Linked DNA regions of Mus musculus: regions 1 and 3 are each linked to region 2. A link is a contact called in public HiChIP or PLAC-seq and promoter capture Hi-C data. All regions are on one chromosome and are shown on one strand. Each heading gives the region's core, a stretch centred on a gene start, on an enhancer-like site or on the middle of the called end of the contact. The rest is flanking DNA. Distances are from core to core; before and after follow the strand shown. Region 1 has its middle 13 kb from the start of Prrc2b. Region 2 holds the start of Ciz1 (CDKN1A interacting zinc finger protein 1). Region 3 has its middle 21 kb from the start of Fam102a.

Region 1 (3,879 bases), core at 115-2,614, 230 kb before region 2:
GTGAGCCACCATGTGGTTGCTGGGATTTGAACTCAGGACCTTTGCAAGAGCAGTCAGTGCTCTTACCCGTTGAGCCATCTTCCAGCCTTCAGTCTGCTTCTTAAGAGATCCAAATGCTGTCGAGTTTATCGTTAGTCCCTTAGCTCATGGTCCCTTCCTCATGTCCCAAGAGCACAACCATCAATCACCTCTGCAACTGTTGTCAGCCCCAAGGATTCCACTGTATTTGCTGGGATCCTTAGTCACACCCGCCCATTCCCCACGCAGGTCCAGTAACAACACACATGAGCTGGGGACTAATGAGGGTGGGTACATCTTTCTGGTCACAGCTGTTATAAACTTTTGTGTACAAGTATTCTCATTTCTCTGAGGACAGTTGGTCCACTTTGACAAATTTATAACTTTTTGTTTGTTTGTTTGTTTGGTTTTTGAGACAGGGTTTCTCTGTATCCCTGGCTGTCCTGGAACTCATTTTGTTGACCAGGCTGGCCTCGAACTCAGAAATCCTCCCTCTGCCTCCCAAATGCTGGGATTAAAGGCGTGTGCCACCACCGCCCAGCTAATTTATAACATTTCTGCATGAACTCCTGGAGGCCACAGGCGACCTTACATGCCTTCCTAATAGCTCTCCACTTTTATTATTATTTTGTGGTTTTGTTAGATATGTATTTGATGTGCATGAGTATTTTGTCTGCACGTATACATGTGCCTCATGTTCATACCTGGTGTTTTTTTTAAGTCAGAACCAGGACAAACAAGACTATAGAGAGGATTTTGCCTTGGAAAAACAAAAAACCAAACAAGATCAATAACAAAATGTGGTTGGGTACGATTCGCTTTCTACAGGCCTCAGAACTTCAGACCAACTTTGCAAAGCCTTTGGCTGGTTACACTTCCCCTGAAGTTCCTCTCCTGCCACCAGAGACCGGTTAATAAGGCCGCCCAGCAACTGGCCTTTGACTAGTGGTGGCTAAGGAAAGAGTTCGGTGGGAAAACGGCTAGCCATGAAGGCAGGAGGACGTGATTTCAATCTCCAGCACCATGCGTGGTGGAAAACCGCAGAGCTGGAAAGGCGGAGACAGGAGGATGACTTCAGCAGCTCGCTGCCCAGACAGAGCGTGACTTGAGTGAGAAACCCCGTCTCTGAAACACAAGACAGACAGCCCGGTGTTCTGTATCTGCAGGGGACTGACTGCTCCTAGCTGCTTACTAAGTTACCAAGCCTGGGTTCCAAACTCGAGGAAACCCGCTGCGGCCGGATCCCGGGCGACCCGGACCGCACAGCAGCCAATAACAACCGGGCGCTGCCAGCCCCACAATCTGCCGGACGTCGCAGTACGGATGACCTCACAGCGCGTCGCGGAATCTCAGCCAATCGGAGCAAATTTCTGGGAGAGAGGCAGAAACTTCACCCAATCGCTTACCCCCGACCATAGCTCGTCCAATCACAATGCGAGACAGTAAACCCCTGCCCCTCCCCCCCAAAAAAAAACAAGAGGGGGAAAGGAAAGGGATGCGGCTATAAGGCCCCACCCTCTACCCCGCGATAACACGGATCTGCGCATGCGCGGGAACGCTGAGGCGTTGCAGGCTGTGCTATTCCTGGGTTTGATGACCCGTCTGTAGTACACTGCATGAAATATATATATATATATATATATATATATATATATATATATATATATTTTTTTTTTTTTTTGTTTTGTTTTGTTTTCTGAGACAGAGTCTAGTAAAGCCTAGGCTGGCTTTGAACTCCTTGTGTGTACGAGGATCTTGAACTGATCTTTTTGCCTCCTCCCCTTGAGTTCTGAGATTACAAGCGAGCATCACCACACCCTCTAGAATGTGATTCTTTGAAAATTCATCCACTCTATGAGCGTTAGTTTAAATAGGACAAAAACGCTTAGGGCATTAATCCACTTAGCGAGCACTGCAACAGATGCCCGCTTGGTTCTTTGAGGAAGTCAGAACAATATGAAATTGTACTAATATGGATTTACATGGATTGACCCTCAGCTGAGATAAGGGTCCCTGGTCAGTCTGTATGCTGCATATTACTGAAGTGGTTTTTTTGGTTTTGTTTTTTTTAGATCAGATAATCAGAAATAAAAAGATCATGTTTCCCTCTTTTACCCCAGAGGGTCCTTTTGTACCCTCCCCCGGGGTAGCAGCACTTCACTCTGCAGACTTTCCTTTTATTGTCTGTAGAGAGGCAGGCGCCTGGCAAATGTGTGTGTAAGCCCTGGAGACAGATTGCCTGGGTTGAGGCCAGGCCCTGAACATACATTCTTAGCTATTTCAAGCAAGGCATGTAACCCTTTCATACAATATCTTCTTTAGAATGAAGGTATAAACAGAAGCTGTCTCTAGATTCTTGTGAAGATCAAGTGAGTTTGTATCAACATGTTCAGAATGATGCCTAACCCATAATAAGCAATGAACATGGACATCACAACACTATCTCCTCCTCCCCCAGTGCACACCACCAGACTGCTATCTCCAGTCTCCTAAGCAGTTAAGTGAGGACCAAGGGAGGGAAATCAGAAAATCTGACAGTGGTAATTTGGAGATAGGTACCCATGGGGAACACCAGCAAGCTGAGTCCGGAGGGGTGGGTAGGACACACCCATGCGAAGGGAGTTAACAGGAAATGGGAAGGATTCACACCATCAGAGGTCCAGAGGTGAGGAAAAGCCTTGTGGGTAAAAAGGAAACAGGGAAGAAATGAGGCTAAAGAAGTCAATAAGGGCCAGAAACATTGCAGCCGCCTGGCCCGAGACTTAGCCAAACTGTCTGGTATTTCATTAGTTAATTCTCCTTTGAAAATACTAGAACCTGTAACCTCTCCTGAGAGTTGAGGCTAGGGCCGAGCATCTGGGAAAAGCCATTGCTCACAGCTCTGCATGGAACTCCACGGGCCCCTGACCTATGGGGACCTGGCTCAGAGAACCCTACTCTCTCATTATTCTTGATGCACACCTGGGCCCCCCTGGTTTGTCATTCCCCCTGTGGCGATTGTCTGAGCTTGGTGTCCACTGGGGTGTGGAAGACCTGTATCCCAGTAGCATCCATCCTTTGTGACTGTGGACCAGTGATTTAAGTACTCCATCCTGCCTTTGGCTGCTATATCCAGGCAGCTGGACCTGAGACCATCTCAAACCTACCTTACACTGGGAAGTTACGACAGAGTCATGAGATCAGCTTAGTCACCTGGATGTCTTTACAAACTTTCCTTAAAAAATTTTTGTTTGTAAAACTTTGTAACTGCCAGAAGGAACAAAGATCCTCTAAAGGGACCTTGTACCCTTCCTGTGGAAATCAGACTATTGACACAATGGTCGCCAAGAAATTGCAATTTTCCAGGGAATCCAATGCTGAGAGGAAAACCCTGGCTGAACCCTGGTGCTGGGGTGTCTCCCAGGGAGAAGCTTCATACAACTTGTCAGACCTCCTTGCAGGAAAGACTGGAGTAACGGTGGATCAGTGATCAGGGTTGGCTTAGACTGCTTAGTTATGCATAGCTCTGGCCCTGTATTTAAACCTGAACCTCATGTCAAGTTCCTGAGCTAGGGAGAGCAAGTCACTGAGCCTAGATAGTTCTCTTCCCAAAATGGCCATGTGGAATAAACCTTTCTCCTCTTTCCACTTCTCTGTGTGTGTTTAATTGGCCTGTTGATGAGTGTCTGAGCCTACCTTGCCAGGTCTCCCAGGGCCCAGGCCCTTGTCCTAAGAAGCCTGGTAATAGGTAGACTGTAGATTAAATGGGTGCCGAGGATTAAACTCAAGGCCTCACATAGGCGAGGCAAGCACTCTACCACTGAGCTAGACGTCCAGTCTGCATTGGCTCATCTTCCTCGTGTTGCCTCAGTCTGTGCCAGA
Region 2 (3,840 bases), core at 79-2,578:
GGTGGCAGAAGCCAGCGGGTTTCTGTGAATTCGAGGCCAGTCTGGTCTATAGTGAGTTTCCATATGTAGCCATTGCTACACAACACAATGAAACGGAAAAGGAAATCAGAGGCTTGGGAACTTGTTAAGTGGTTAACGTTTGTTCTTCTTCCAAAGGACCCAGGTTCAGCTCCCAGCACTCCCACAGGTGGCTCACAACCATCCACAAACTTCTTCCTAGGGGATCAGATGCCCTCTTTAGACCTCTGCAAGCACTAGGCACATACAAAGTACACACACATACATGCAGGCAAAACATTCATACACCTGAAATAAGAATACATATTTAAAAGACGGGGGTGAGAGGCGGGCGTGGTGGCGCACGCCTTTAATCCCAGCACTCGGGAGGCAGAGGCAGACGGATTTCTGAGTTCGAGGCCAGCCTGGTCTACAAAGTGAGTGCCAGGACAGCCAGGGCTATACAGAGAAACCCTGCCTCAAAAAACCAAAAACCAAAAAAAAAAAAAAAAAAACCAAAAAAAAAAAAAACCAAAAAAAAACAAAAAACAAAAAAAAACAAAAACAAAAAAACAAAAAACGGGGATGAGGAGAGATAGCTCAGTGGTTAAGAGCACTTGTTCTTGCAGAGGAGCTGGGTTCGATTCCTAGCACTCACAAGACAATTCACAAATGTTTCTAACTCTAGTTCCAGGATGTACAAGATATACACGATATACAGATACACATACGTTCAAAACACTCATACACATAAACTAAATCTTTTTTAAAAAAATGTAAAAAACAAAACTATTTTTTTAAAGCTGAATTCACCACACATACGCGCGCCCGCTTGCTCTTGTCCCAGCCCCACGCGGGCTCGGGATCTGGGGACAGTGGTGGCATTGGGGAGGTCAGTTGGGATCTGACCGACTGTCGGTCCCCTTTGCCCCTGCCAGATAAACAGACGGCCGTGGGAACTCAGAATCGCCCCTTCCCGATGCTGGGATCTGGGGACAGGAGCCTACGCTGCCCGGCGCCTCATAGCACCTGGGAGCCACCGCGGCTCTAGCGATTGCAGATTGGTCGCGGTCCCCGCGACGTGACCTGCGCGCGAGGCTTGTTCGCCCGCCGCGGCGTCCGCGCTGAGGCCTCCGCACCTCCAGAGGGCGCTCTGCGCGGGAGTGGCCAGCCGCTGGGCCTTCGGAGTGTCCCGGTCCGGTCACCGTCCCGAGCAGCCCGGGAGCTCCGGAGCCCGCCTTACGAGTCAGCTCGTGGCTTTCACGGTTTCGGTTTTCGTGGATTGCCGGGAGGTGAGGGGGAGCCAGTGTGGTGCCCGCCCCGGAAGCGACAGTGGAGGAGGGTTGGGCACCCCGGGAAGGGTGGACCGCAGGGATAGCGGCTACTTGCAGAGAGCCTACGGGCTTTGTGGACAGGCGAGGCCACAGGATTAGTTAAGTGGCGTTGGCTATATCTGCGAGGGAAGGGAGTGGAGGGATGAGGGACAACGGAGCGGGGTGGGGGTGTGCTGCGGCGGACGGAAGCGTTTCCCATCCAGGGTTCATGGATTTAAGTGACACAATTTAGGGAGAGGACAGCGGAATCCAAAACAGGGAAGTGTGCACGGGAAGCACCAGGAAGTGTAGAGTGACTGACAGGCAGGAGATGGGAGTGGAAAGGTGTGCTCCGATTAGAAGGTTGGACCGCCAGAGTTGAAGAGATGGGAGGGAAGATAAAGAACTGAAGGCGTGTCTGTGTGTGTATCCTGTTCTGGCAGCTGACCGGAAGAACTGGAAGCCCCGAAGCCCCGGGTATAAATGCAGCGTGCTCTTGGCGTGGGTGGGACTGTGTAGCGGTGAAGCTTAGCAGGCGTTATGCTGGGGTGGGTGTTTTGGGAGGGGAGAGAAGCTGGATCATCCCAAAGTGGTGATCTGACCCTACCCACCATACCCCCTTCAGCCACCATGTTCAACCCGCAACTCCAGCAGCAGCAACAGTTGCAGCAGCAGCAGCAACAGTTGCAGCAGCAGCTCCAGCAGCAGCAGCTCCAGCAGCAGCAACAGCAGATACTGCAGCTCCAACAGCTGCTGCAACAGTCCCCACCACAGGCCTCCTTGTCCATTCCTGTCAGCCGGTGAGTTTTCCACTTCCAGGAGCAGTCTGAGGTCTGACGGCTCAGACCCACATTTTGGAGCCTGGCTCCCAGTAGTTATTTTTTCCCCAGGGGCATCCTTGTTTGAGTATTAAATGTCATCAGTTTCTACCTTGGAGGGGATCCTCCATCTGCCATTGAGATGGAGAGAATGGAGGTGAGAGACCTCCGGGTAGATGGCTTTCCCAGGACCCCTCTGACACCCTACTCCCATCACACAGGGGCCTCCCCCAGCAGTCATCCCCGCAACAGCTTCTGAGTCTCCAGGGCCTCCACTCGACCTCCCTGCTCAATGGCCCCATGCTGCAAAGAGCTTTGCTCCTACAGCAGTTGCAAGGTATGGCAGTTCCCCGTGGCCCTCAGCTTCTTCCTAACCCATTCATTCTTACCAACACTCACAGCGGCCCTAACAGCATCCTTATAGATGAAGATACCAGGCTCCCAGGAGATGAAGTCCACAGGCTACTCTGCTAAGTACAGGGTTACCGGGCTACGGTGCTGGCCGTTCCTGCCTCTGCTGATAAACCTAAGGGGAGGCACACCCGTAACCCCCCTCTACAAATGAGGATAGCAACCTGAGGCCCAGAAGAGGGACCATGTGCCCATAGTCACAACACAGGTAGAAGCTAATTAGACAGCCATCACTTGGTATCCCTACCAGGACCCCAGCGTGGACAGCCTTTCGGGGTGACTTTCAAAAGATGCGTGGATGATTCGAGAGAGAAAAAAATCCCACAGCAGGTCACAATATGCACATATGTACACCACCTTTTCTTTTCCCATTTTAAAAGTTATGCTTGTCATAGTGAAAATAATGTATTAAAATAGAAAAACAACAACAGCAACAGTAAAAACCCACGGGGGCCGGAGAGATGGGTCAGAGGTCATGGGTCAGAGGGCAGGAGTTCTTGCTGCTCTGCAGAGGGCCTGAGTTAGGGTCCATCACCCACACAGGGCAACTCCTGATGCCTGTGACTCCAGCTCCAGGGGATCCACCGTCCTTATCTGGCCTCCAAGGGCAGCTCCAATACAACACGTGAATGAAAATTTAAGATAAATCCTAAAACATAAAATCATTGAAAACAAACAAACAAATCCAAGCGGTAGGAAGACATTCCCTCATTTCTGGGAGAAAGTCAGCACCCCGTCATTATAGTTCTTTCCATTTTTTTTTCTAGGAAGAAGCTTGGGAGTTGAGTGTGGTTATATGATTAATACCAAAAAGAGTCCACGTCTTGTTTTTCTTTTCTTTTCTTTTTTTGCAGTGCTACAGTTTTTGTTTGTTTGTTTGAGACAGTGTCTCACTCTATATCTCTGGCTGGCTTAGAATTCACTATGTAGACCAAGCTGGCCTTGAATTTATAGAGATCTGTCTGCCTCTAGTGATGGGATTAAAAGTGTGCACTGGTATGTTTGGCCTTGCTTTGAGAAAAGGTCTCACTCTGTAGCCCAGGCTATCCTGGAACTTAGTATGTAAGCCAGGGTGGTCTTGAACTCAAAACAGTCTTCCTACCTCATCCTGCAAGGGCTGGGATTACAGGCATGAGCTGCCACACCCAGCCAGTATTCTGGTTCAATCCAGGTTTGTTGTGATAGCTTTTAATTTCTCACTGGAGGGGTGTGTGCCCTTACGGAAACCTCAATTATCCATTTCTCCCCCCCCCCTCCTCTTCTCTATCCTAAACCCCACTGAGATGAACTGACATCTGAGA
Region 3 (3,731 bases), core at 1,148-3,647, 150 kb after region 2:
CAGAGACTGAAGGAATGGCCAAACCATAACCAATCCAACTTGAGCCCATTAGTAATACTTTGTTATGCTTGCCTACAGGAGTCTAGCATGGTTGTCTTCTGAGAGGCTCCACCCAGCAGCTGACCAGACCCAGAGCCAAACAGTGGATGGAGCTTGTGGACTCTTATGGAAGACTAGAAGAAAAATTGAGGGACCCAGAAGGGATAGGAACTCCACAGGAAGACCCGCAGAGTCAACTAACCTGGACCCTCCAGGCTCTCAGGGTCTGAACTACCAACCAAAGAACATAATGGGCTGGACCTAGGCCCCCTGCACATCTGTAGCAGATGTGCAGCTAATCTTCATGTGGGTCCTGAACAACTGAAGTGAGGACTATCCCAAAAGCCGTTGCCCGTCCATGGGATATGTTCTAGCTGGGCTGCCTTGTCTGGCCTCAGAAGGAGAGGATGCACCTAGCCCTGCAGAAACTTGAAGTGTCAGGGTGGGGAGATACCCAAGGGAGGCCCCACATCCTTAGAGGAGAAGAGCAGAGGAGATGGAGGGAAGAACTGTGGAAGGGGGTGACCAGGAGGGGAGAAGTGAGCAGGATGTTAAGTGAATAAGTAAAAAAGAGAGAAGCAGGAAGGAAACCGGGTGCTCACACGGCTGTCTGCTTCTCACTGAGGACCCATGTGCCAGAAGCCCCACCTCAGCTAACATGCACTTCCATCCTCGTCACCCTCTGACATTAGCCAAGTTGGCCCTCCCTTCGCTAAGTTGCTTCTGTCGGGCATCTCTTTGCAGCAATGAGATGTAACCAAGATACTGGGGACAGGTGACAGTGAGACCAGTGTGGCACTGTGCCACGCCCAGGTCCCCAAACAGAAAAGATTAAGAACACCAAGTCCTAGGAAGGACGCAGTCCCTAGAACTGCACTGCTCCTGGTGGGGGTCATAAAGTTGCGAAAATCATGTCAGGAAATTATTGGGGGCTGACCGGATGGTAAAAGGTGTTTGCCTTAAAGCTTGCCGACTTGAGTTGGAACCCATGGACCAATGCCATGAAAAGAGAACTAACTCCTGAAAGTTGTTCTCTGATCTACACACACACACACACACACACACACACACACACACACACACACCCTAAAACAAGTGCTCCTGAGAGTACGTGTACAGAGAGAGAGAGAGAGAGAGAGAGAGAGGTTTGTTGTTTTTTTAAGAAAGGGTTTCTCTGTTTCTCTGTAAATTTTGACTGTCCTAGTCAACTGGCTCTTAATCAGGCTGGCCTTGAACTCAAATACCCACAAGCCTCTGCCTCCTGATTGCTGAGATTAAAGGTGTGTCCCACTGCTGCCCTGGGAGCTTTTATTTATTTTTGAGACAGGGTCTGTCTTTGTAACCCTGCTTGGCCTAGTCTCACAGAGATTCTCCTGCCTCTGGGATTAAAGTGCCGGGTTTAAAGAAGTGCATATCAGCAAAAGTTAAAAGGAAAAAATAGTTTTAAATAAAAACTGTGCAGTTATTAAAACTATTTTGGGCACTTCAGAGATGGCTTGCTTCTCCCTGTTCTTGCAGGTGGTCGGGGCTCAGTTCCCAGCACATACAGGCAAAACAGTCATACCCACAAAAGTAAATAAAATATTTTAAAAACAAAACAAAATAAAACTAGTTTGAGCCCAGCATGGCAGTGCTGGCATATGCCTTTAATCCCAGCCCATGGGAGGCAGAGGCAGGCAGATCTCTGAGTTCGAAGCCAGCCTGGTCTACAGAGTGAGTTCCAGGACAGCCAGGGTTACACAGAGAAACCCTGTCTTCAAAAAGCCAAAATAATAATGATAATAATGATAATAATAATAATAATAATTAGAAAATTAGATGCCGACTTGGGAAACTGAGGCAGAAAGACTGTGGTGAGTTCAGGGCCAACCCTGATTACACAGGAAACTGTCTCAAAAATAAAACAGAACAAAATGAAAGCTGAGGTGTTTATATCTATAATCCTGAGATTCGGAAGTCTGAGGCAGCTTCCTTAGCAAATTAGAAATCACCTTGGGCCACATAATGAGTTCCTAGCCACTTTGAGGTACAAAGTGAGACCTATCTCTTCAAACATCTCGAGTCTCACACCGTGTACAGTTCAACTTCGTTTCTGGGGTAGGACTGAGCGTGCTTGTGTGTTTTCTGGGAAATGGGATCAGAGGTAAGGAGGCTTTTTTCTTTCAACCTTCCTGCTTCTGCATAACAATTTTTTTTAAGGACAAACCCCACCCGTCTGCACTTATATGTATAATAAAGAAAGCAATTTCTATTTTGCAAGAGAAAAAAAAAGGAGGCTCTGAGTGGAGCCTGTCCCTGCTGACCTCATAGAGGCTCCTGTCTGCCGGGGACGGGAGATGACACAGACTGAAGGGCTTCCTGTGCTGGCTGGCAGAGCTTGTCCCAGGCTCTCTGTGGCAGTGACAGGAGAAGCCACAGATGCTTCCCGGAAGGCACAGGGTCAGGCTCGGAACATCAGTAAATCACTGGTGCCCGCCCTGGTGTGCTGGCGGCCCCAGGGCCAGAGATGTTTCCTCTGCAGAGGCAGGCCCAGGTAGTGGAAAATGCATAGGTTTGCCTTGGGACAGATGGCCCCTCCTACACTTAGCTTCCTCTGGGGCTGGCTAGCTGGCTCAGTCACTGAAGTGCTTGCAAAAGTGAACACTGCAGTTCAGATCCCCAGAACGCAAGTAAAAAGCAGTGCATGGTGGAATAGCCAGGCAAATTCCAGCTGCAGAGGGAGATGGAAATAGAATTGAGACAGCTTGCCTGGCTTACGTGGCAAAGTTCCAGGCAGGTGAGAGACGCCCCCCCCCCCCCCATAAAAGTTGCCTGAGGATTGATACCTGCAACTGTCCTCTGCCATCCAGTCAGGGGCAATTCTTCCCTACAAAGAGTGGGGAGGGGGAGACATAAGGGCAGGGGGCCCTAGAGGAGCAAAAAGTACCTAGAAAGCCAGTTGAAGTCTCAGACCAATGACGGCCTGCTTTCTTCTCTGCTTCCTTGGACTCGTGTCCACTCCTGGTGAGTTGTACACACACGGATTGGCGACTCATGCTTGTAATCCCAGCACTGGGGATGCTGAGCTAGAAAGGTTGCTGTGAGTTCCAGGCTAGCCTGGGCTACAGAGTAAAGCCTGTCGGTCGAAAGGGGCTGGAGCAATGGCTTAGTAGTTAAGAGCATTGGCTGCTCTTACAGAGGTTCTGGTTCCCATCACCCACGACTGTTTGTCTGTAAGTCCAGTTCCCGGGGATCTCACACCCATATGGTACATGTTTGCATAAATAAACATAAAAATATTACTTTCTACCAGCTAAACAGTTCCCACGCTGGAGGATGCTGTCAGACAAGCCCCAGGGCAGGGAGCTCAGGGGACTATCACCCAACCACTAGCTTTTGTTTTTGCTTTTCTGGTTTTGTGTGTGTGTGCTTGTTTGTTTGTTTGTTTGTTTCAAGACAGGGTCACTCTATGTAGTCCTGGCTGTCGTGGAATTCACTCTGTAGACCAGGTAGGCCTTGAACTTAGAGATCCTCCTGCCTCTTCCTCAGAGTGTTGGAATTAAAGACACCTGCCACCACTGCACAGTGTAGCATTATTTTTTTATTAAAAAAAATTAAAACCTGCCACAGAGGCACAGGATTTAATCCCAGGACTTAGGAGGCAGAGACGTGAGGAACTTTGTGAGTTTGAGGCCAGCTTGGTCTACAGACCA

What was found. Promoter capture Hi-C pulls out the DNA fragments that hold promoters and counts their contacts. HiChIP or PLAC-seq counts read pairs in DNA pulled down with a chosen protein or histone mark.
Region 1: a contact with region 2 is called in an H3K4me3 HiChIP or PLAC-seq map of embryonic stem cells, with 8 times the contacts expected there. The contact joins the enhancer-like site here to the promoter of Ciz1 in region 2. A contact is called at or near these places in 9 of 39 promoter capture datasets (the 3T3-L1 cell line, 3T3-L1-derived adipocytes, the C10 cell line and 5 more), 2 of 15 datasets of contacts at CTCF or cohesin (embryonic stem cells and pro-B cells), 27 of 484 Hi-C or Micro-C datasets (B cells, the G1E-ER4 cell line, the N1E-115 cell line and 12 more), 9 of 115 datasets of contacts at active chromatin or transcription factors (T-cell acute lymphoblastic leukemia, Th17 cells and embryonic stem cells) and 3 of 9 other capture datasets (adipose tissue, liver and pancreatic islet).
Region 3: a promoter capture Hi-C map of pre-B cells shows a contact between it and region 2, with 2.7 times the contacts expected there. The contact joins the enhancer-like site here to the promoter of Ciz1 in region 2. A contact is called at or near these places in 7 of 39 promoter capture datasets (3T3-L1-derived adipocytes, the C10 cell line, embryonic stem cells and 4 more), 1 of 15 datasets of contacts at CTCF or cohesin (the NIH/3T3 cell line), 5 of 115 datasets of contacts at active chromatin or transcription factors (SST interneurons, bone marrow-derived macrophages, embryonic stem cells and 2 more) and 3 of 9 other capture datasets (adipose tissue, liver and pancreatic islet).

What each region holds. Positions count from the first base shown.
Region 1 is chr2:32,136,632-32,140,510 of GRCm38.p6, forward strand. No RefSeq gene overlaps it. Among named protein-coding and RNA genes, the nearest start is that of Prrc2b, 13 kb to the right of the region's middle. Within about 2 kb of position 1,365, at least 336 of the 459 cell types and tissues checked have an H3K27ac peak or open chromatin away from gene starts, as enhancers often do. A contact at or near this core is called in B cells, the G1E-ER4 cell line, the N1E-115 cell line and 10 more, where this site is marked.
Region 2 is chr2:32,361,870-32,365,709 of GRCm38.p6, forward strand. Ciz1 (CDKN1A interacting zinc finger protein 1) reads left to right here and starts at 1,329. Exons shown (of 17, transcript NM_028412.2): 1 at 1,329-1,429; 2 at 1,936-2,110; 3 at 2,350-2,465. The coding sequence starts at 1,941.
Region 3 is chr2:32,512,069-32,515,799 of GRCm38.p6, forward strand. No RefSeq gene overlaps it. Among named protein-coding and RNA genes, the nearest start is that of Fam102a, 21 kb to the right of the region's middle. Within about 2 kb of position 2,398, at least 63 of the 459 cell types and tissues checked have an H3K27ac peak or open chromatin away from gene starts, as enhancers often do. A contact at or near this core is called in adipose tissue, bone marrow-derived macrophages, embryonic stem cells and 2 more, where this site is marked.